Linked DNA regions of Mus musculus: region 1 is linked to region 2. The links are chromatin contacts, called in public HiChIP or PLAC-seq maps. All regions are on one chromosome and are shown on one strand. The core of a region is the stretch at or near the end of the contact, and the rest is flanking DNA. Distances in the headings are between cores, read along the strand shown. Region 1 has its middle 67 kb from the start of Far2. Region 2 overlaps E330012B07Rik (RIKEN cDNA E330012B07 gene).

Region 1 (3,400 bases), core at 647-3,146, 780 kb before region 2:
TACATTAAGACAATGGAAGGAGTTGAATGTGGAAATGAAAGTCAGATCTGATCCCATCATAGTTTTGTTCTGAGCTCATCCTTATTTATAATTGGCCATCATGGTACACTTCCTATCTCTATGGTGGCCACTGGTTGAGTTGGATTCTTTGCTGCCCTTTTCAATATGGTAGACATATATGAGTGCATGTCCTATTCATCTCTCCTGGTGAAAACAAGTGGCTTTTCTTGGCATAGTTTGTTCTTCTTCTCCCCCTCCCCCTCCTCTCTCCCCCCTCCCCCCTCCCTTTCCCCTTCTTCTTCATGCCTCCCAATTCAGGACAATCTCCTTTCCCACTGACATCCTGTCTCCTGTCCAGGGACACTTCAAATGCTCTTTATCTCAAAATATTTCAGTAGACTGTCTTTGAATTCCTATCACAAGCGGCTTGAAAAACCAAATGTTGAGTCATATCTTCAGTAAGCCATCACGTCTTTTATCTTAGAGAATGACCATCTCCACAGTATCTATCATGGAGCTTCAACGTTATAGGTGCTCACATTTTTTTTTTTACATTTGTTGAGTTTTAAATTCTATTTGTAACAAAACTGACTTCTAGAGCAATTGAATGATAGAAAGTCATACACTGAACGACCTGAAAATCTTCCAATCCCAATACCAGCAACTGTCTGTTTTTTCAAAGGAGAGCTCAGATTTGACAAGTATCTGAGTTGTGATTACATTCTAGAAACCTGACTGAAAAGAAAAAAAATGAAGAAAAATAATATTCACTAGAATAGATAGGAAACAAGAATTCTGAGCATTTAACACACAGGAAAGTCTGGTGTCCAGCGATTTTCGTCAGTGATGTTTTCGATTGTGTGACCTCAGTGGCTTACCTCCGTTACTTGTGATTGCTGGTGTTTGCCCCTCTGTTGTAGCAACCGTTCCATCCAGTGATACCCACCAGCTGAGCCAGGTTCTTCATCCTTTGCTCAGAGAGTGGACGACTTAATAAAACTGTGCTGCTTCTACATAATGTTAAACATATGTCATATTTTTTTCCTGATAAGTCATTTGCTCCAGGCAAGGATATTCACAGTTATTTGCTGCTTGTCTCTGGAAATTAACTCAAAACAGAGCCATAACACATGGATAAATCGATCTGTTGACAGCAAAGAGACTACTGACCAAAGAAAAAGGTTTTTCAGTGGCTGTGGGTAACACCAGGCAAGATGATAATGATGATGATGCTGCTGCTGATGATGATGATGATGGAGGAGGAGGTTACAACTGGGTACTAACACAGAGAAGCCACCCTGATAAAGTCATTATGAATAAATGCCTCTAGAACAAGATAGAATTGTTAAAATGAATATAAATGGTGATTTCCATTTGTTTGTTTAGTTTTGAATTGAGATTTCTCTCTGCAGCCTAGGCTGGCCTGGGACTCACTATGTAGCCTAATCTGGAATTATGCTTCTATTTCAGGTGAGAGGCACCACAGCCCAGTTTTCTTCCCTACAAGCAGTCCATTAATCCTGAAAAATTCAAGTTTTAGGTTCCCCACACTTTATGTCAAGAACATGCAGTCTCTTTCTGTATTGATTCTGACCCAGTACTTTCTTACTTACAGACCTAGGAAACCCATGATCTCATAAGCAGAAACAACTCCAGACTGGGAATGAAATCATTGTGAAATTTTCAACCAAAGTCTAAAAATATTGTTGTACTAAGGGGATGCCAGACATAACCTCAGAGGTGTGGGGCTCCTAATTTTCACCCTCTGACACTTCAGGTGTTCCTGAGACTGTGTACAGCTTGGGAGTAGAAACCTGGAAAAAGAGAGTAAGGGAGAGATGTTCTAGAAGCCTTCCAGAAATCACTGCCACCCCAGCAATTAGAACCTCCAGTCACAACATTTTCCACTGAATCTTATCCCAAAATCTATCCCACAGATAGGACAAGTCTTGAAGCTGTGACGCCTTTGCTTCGGCTGAGGTTCTACTCAGATCTGTGAAGCTGTCTAATTACACCTGTGGAACCCTGACTCCTTGCTTGCTGGAGACCGGGTTGCTGATCTAGAGAATGAGATCTCTTCTGTCAAGGTATCAGTATATTGTCCAAGTCTTTGCTTCTGAAATAGCCTGAAATAATTTTGTAGGCAAACTCCATAGACATTATTATATTTTATTATAGTAGAAAGAACCACAAGACATTAGTCACAGCTAGCTGCATTCCTATGTCATGAAAGCATGTATTACTTATGTGTCTGCACTAAAGAGCAGTTCCATTTCCCCATCTTTCCCAAGAACAGCAAATCTTCCTGTCCTTACACTATCATCTATCCAGTGCCACAAGGATGCTCTGGGCCAGGGTTCTTCAGAAGTCCCTGGTTTGAACCTTCTGGGGCTTTGTGTGCCTTTCATCCGCACTTTATTGGCAGCCTAAAATTTCAGTATGGAGGTCTGTGAACCAGGAGAGACCCACCAGACCCACCAAAGCTCATATTTCTGTGAGACTCATGTTGAAAACACTCTCATCACAGTGTTCTTGGGTAGCCTTGAATAAGATGGTCAAGCCCATAGTGGACAGAAAACAAACCATTCACTTTTGGTATGTTTAATTATTTTTATTTTTTCTAAAGCAAGACCACACTAAGTTCCTGGCTGTCCTGGAACTTGCTCTATAGACTGGGCTAGCCTCAAACTCTCAAAGACCTATCTGCCTCTGCCTCTTGAGTGGTGGGATTAAGGGTGTGTACCACTGTTCTTGGAAGTGAGTAATTCTATGCCTCTTGAAATGTCTTATTGTGTGATAAATGTTAATAATGTTGAATAATCTAAAAAACACAGAAATTACTAAGTTTGTGACAGCTCTGAAGTAGAAACTTGGGAAATATTTCAGATGATTATAAGAATCCCGAAAATGAGGCATAAAGCTGTCTGGCTCCCAGTATCTTCAGATATAATAATTCACGTGCTGATTTGGTTAGTGTTTTGCATCCACATCATAGATATGCATTTGCATTTCATTTACATGTTGGCTTATTCTTAGTTTGTATTTGGTGGTTCATTTTCTATCTTATGAGTGGGTTTCCAGGTGTTAAGAGAAATGTCTCAGCTTTCACTTTGTTTCATTTCATAGTTATTTTGAAGCTGCTAGAGAGTAGGAATCAGATGAATAGAACCTTACATTTCTAGTTTTCTAAGCGGAGGTTTATTGTTTAAGTGGAGCAAGGAGGGGTGAGGGGAGGGATGCTGGCATTCTCTCAAGGCTCTCTTACTAGGTGTTGCTCAAGATCAGAGTCCCTCATGGAGACAGCCAACCTGCTTGTAAGGCTCTCCTGATACAGAGGTGGAATCTTTTAGGATGTGCTCTGGGCTCAAACAACTCAAACTTCAGAACTGCCTGATGTGGG
Region 2 (3,482 bases), core at 418-2,917:
TGTGGCCTCCGTGAACAAGAGAAAAAGTGATTTTCCACAGATGCAGAACATTTCTAGATATGGCCACAGTCCCCTGGGACCTCATTGGCCTTCACAAATGAGAGGAAAATATTTTCTTTTCAGTACCTCTGGCCACATTAGAATAGCCTTCGAGAATGTTATTAGACACACGTAAGATTTGTTACATCAGTCTGGTATTTATAACTACTATATAATATTTTAACTATCAGATGTTTCTGCTTTGTTTACTTTTGAGATTGTATTTTAATTACATTTCTCCCTTCTCTTTTCTCCCTCCCAACTCTCCCATACACCCTTATCCTACTCTCCTTCAAATTCATGACCTCTTCCTCTCAATTGTTATTGAATGCATATATGTACTCTCTATATATTCCCAAATATAACCCGTTGAGTCCGTAGAATGTTCCTTGTACGTATGTTTTCAGAGCTGACTGCTTGGCACTGGACGACCAAAGGGAGTGCTGGAGGCTCTCTACCTTGTTCCCACTTTGTTCTCTGCCTCCTGCCCAGGAATGAAGAGCTTAGTTACAGACATGTACTGTGAGCCCCTCCTCAGAGAACTTAAGGAGAGAGGACACACACACACACACTGCTGCCTCTTCAGCCCTAACTCTCCTTCTGAGTCCCTGCATGCTGTTTTCTGTCTCGTCTGTCTTCCCGTGGCACTAATAATGTTTCTAATAAGTTTTCACCTCTGATAATCTGTCTCAGTAGTCTCCTTGATCCTACATCCTAGACCTTTCAAAAAGAGAACACATTGAGTCATGAAAGTTTTGTTACATTACAAAATTTTATATCAACCACATAGATTTTGATAAATTTCCCCCCAAAAAAACATTCTAGCAAGAACTGATAATTAAACAGTCAAAGATATTGAAAAGACATGAAAAATGCTTTGTGTCAGATAAAATATCTCTAAGGAATATACATAAAAATTATTAGATTGTTACTATATTTTTTCTAGAAGTATTTTTAACTATGCAAGTTATGTATGTGTCATTTTTATTAAAGTTGTGATAATTATAAAATGGTAGGTATATATGTTTGTCAGATATCTTTGTTACATTTCTCTCCCATAATAGGAGTCACAGAAGACTCAACAGCAACCAGCAATAACAGTAACACCAGGTAAGCTCACCCTGTATGTGACAGAAAAAAATGTCGGAGTGTCAAATCTTGTCAATAAAGAATGGTAACTAATGACTTACATTTACAAAGTAAGTAAATTTTTTTAAATATACTTTTGCTAAATGTTCACAACAAACTCTTTAATCTGCTCATTGCTGGGAAATTTAAGATTAATTTGTATGAGTGTAGGGAAGGGAGGTGACTACTGGGCCCTTTGTTCCTCTTACCAGTGTGGCCACATTGGACAAATCTCCTTTCTCTGCTTTTCACTGTTATTTGTCTCTTTAACTGGCCTGTTGAGGACGAGTTTGCCAAGTCTAGCTTAAGGTGCCGGGGCCCAGGCTTTGACCTTAAAAACTCCAGTAGCAAGCATAGAAAAAAAAATCATTACACAAATATGCAAAGAGCACCCTGGAGGTTCTCTGAGAGGGAAGGCGGTGATGTCATGGCTGTGGCACGACCACCCTTGGCCGCTATGCCCAGGAGCATGACAGACATAAACAGCACCTCCACACTGAAACCCACGTCACCCAAGCCACATGAAATGCAGACTGTTGTGTGCCAATCTCACATCTGCACTCGCCCTTGCAGTCACCACACATCATTTCTGCTGCTGACTTTGCTGATGTGGAAGGAAGGTGAAGCTGGAGAGAGAGAAGCCCTTATGTCAACCAACCTCCCCAGTAATGAAGCTCATCCTAAGGACTGGGATCTTGGCTCTAAGAACATCCCAGGGCTGACATACCCAGGGCTTCTGGTAACTAACAAAGGTAGATAGATGTATGGTCTTGCTTCCATATCTCTGAGGCATCAACAGGAAGAGCTACTGATGCTGATGTCTGAAAAGAAACAGAGCCTTCCTCTAGGTGTGTGTGACCCACAGAAAGGGATAGAAGAGCCATGAATCACTTAAAAGGGTTTGCAGTGCACAGGATCTGATCCTGTCCTTTACTCCCTGTATAGCCTGGGGGAAATTACAAGTCCTTCCAAACTACAGTTTCTGTTTGTCAAGGTTAATGTAGGTTTAAGAAATCATCAAATCAAGCAGGATGTGTTAATGTCTTAATGGCCACTCCTGGCATGTGTTCAGTATGAGCTAACAGTGAGTCAGGCATTTGGGAGGAGATGGGGCAATTGGAAGATGCCATAATTAAGAGACTTTTAGCAAGACAGCAGGGCAGGTACAGCTTCAAGGATGGTGGGGTGCCTCCAGGCTGTAACCAGTGGTACCAGTCACACCCTTCAGCTTGAAGGAAACACCAAAGGAAGACTGAGGAACTCTGGTCTAACAGTAGCTATAGTTCCAAGCTAGGAAAATGGCCCACACTCATTCACTTCTCTCTAGCCTCCTGCCAGAGCGTTTAATTGGAGACAGTGGGAACTAGAGGGCATGAGTTTCCCCCAAGCCATCTCAAACCAGGATGGGGAAGGCTGAAGGGCAAATACCACACTGTGAGTATGGAGATCTGAGGCGGTAATACTAAAGAAACAAGCTCTAGTTACTAAGTGCAGATTTGTAGCAATTTAGTCCAAAGTTAAATTAAATCCTTACATCTTGAAGGAAACTTCTTTTCAAGACTCAGGAGGTGAAACAATATGTTCTCAGGGCAGGTGAAGGCTCCCTCCAACAAGGAAGCTCCTTAAGAAACAAAGGGAACAACTCAAAATAGCTTCAGGAAGTACCTGAAACTGATCAGATTTACTAGACCCCCCCCACACCACCTCCTTCCCCTAGAATATATAAGCAGTAAAGGCTGAATGTCAACCTCAGGCAAGCTGAACCGTTCAGGAGCAGCTCAGATCCAGCAGCCTAAGAAAAGTAGCAACTAGCCAGGCTGCCTGAGAGGCTATGCACTGGGATCTGACATCTTGATCTGACTGCAATGTGTTCTGTGTTTCCAGCTTTCATGAACTGCCACTCATGCTGGGGTGGGCTTTCAGAGCTTCGGCTGTCTTTGAGTCATTTCTGCTACTGTAAGTAACCCTGCACCCATATTCTGATAAGTAACAATGGTAAAAGTCTTTGGTTCACCAACTAGGACTTTGGTGGTATTCACGTTTTGGTCTGTCTTTGGCTCCCTATCTGGGGTGAGTAGATATTTATTCATGTCTCACAAGGAACAGTGCCTAAGGCTGTTATACCAACAATATGAACTAACCAGTAACCCCAGAGCTCCCTGGGGCTAAACCACCAATCAAAGAAAACACATGGAGGGATTTGTGGCTCTAGCTGCATATGTAGCAGAGGATAGCTTAGTTGGTCATCAATGGGAGGAGAGGCTCTTGGTCCTGTGAAGGTTCTATGCCTCAATATAGGGGAATGACTGGGCCAG

What was found. HiChIP or PLAC-seq counts read pairs in DNA pulled down with a chosen protein or histone mark.
Region 1: an H3K27ac HiChIP or PLAC-seq map of embryonic fibroblasts shows a contact between it and region 2, with 5 times the contacts expected there. The contact joins two enhancer-like sites. A contact is called at or near these places in 1 of 484 Hi-C or Micro-C datasets (adipose-derived mesenchymal stem cells) and 2 of 115 datasets of contacts at active chromatin or transcription factors (embryonic fibroblasts and fibro-adipogenic progenitors).

What each region holds. Positions count from the first base shown.
Region 1 is chr6:147,979,182-147,982,581 of GRCm38.p6, reverse strand. No RefSeq gene overlaps it. Among named protein-coding and RNA genes, the nearest start is that of Far2, 67 kb to the left of the region's middle. Within about 2 kb of position 1,896, at least 16 of the 459 cell types and tissues checked have an H3K27ac peak or open chromatin away from gene starts, as enhancers often do. A contact at or near this core is called in embryonic fibroblasts, where this site is marked.
Region 2 is chr6:147,198,321-147,201,802 of GRCm38.p6, reverse strand. All of the region lies in intron 2 of E330012B07Rik (RIKEN cDNA E330012B07 gene), which reads right to left. Among named protein-coding and RNA genes, the nearest start is that of E330012B07Rik, 20 kb to the right of the region's middle. Within about 2 kb of position 1,667, at least 23 of the 459 cell types and tissues checked have an H3K27ac peak or open chromatin away from gene starts, as enhancers often do. A contact at or near this core is called in embryonic fibroblasts, where this site is marked.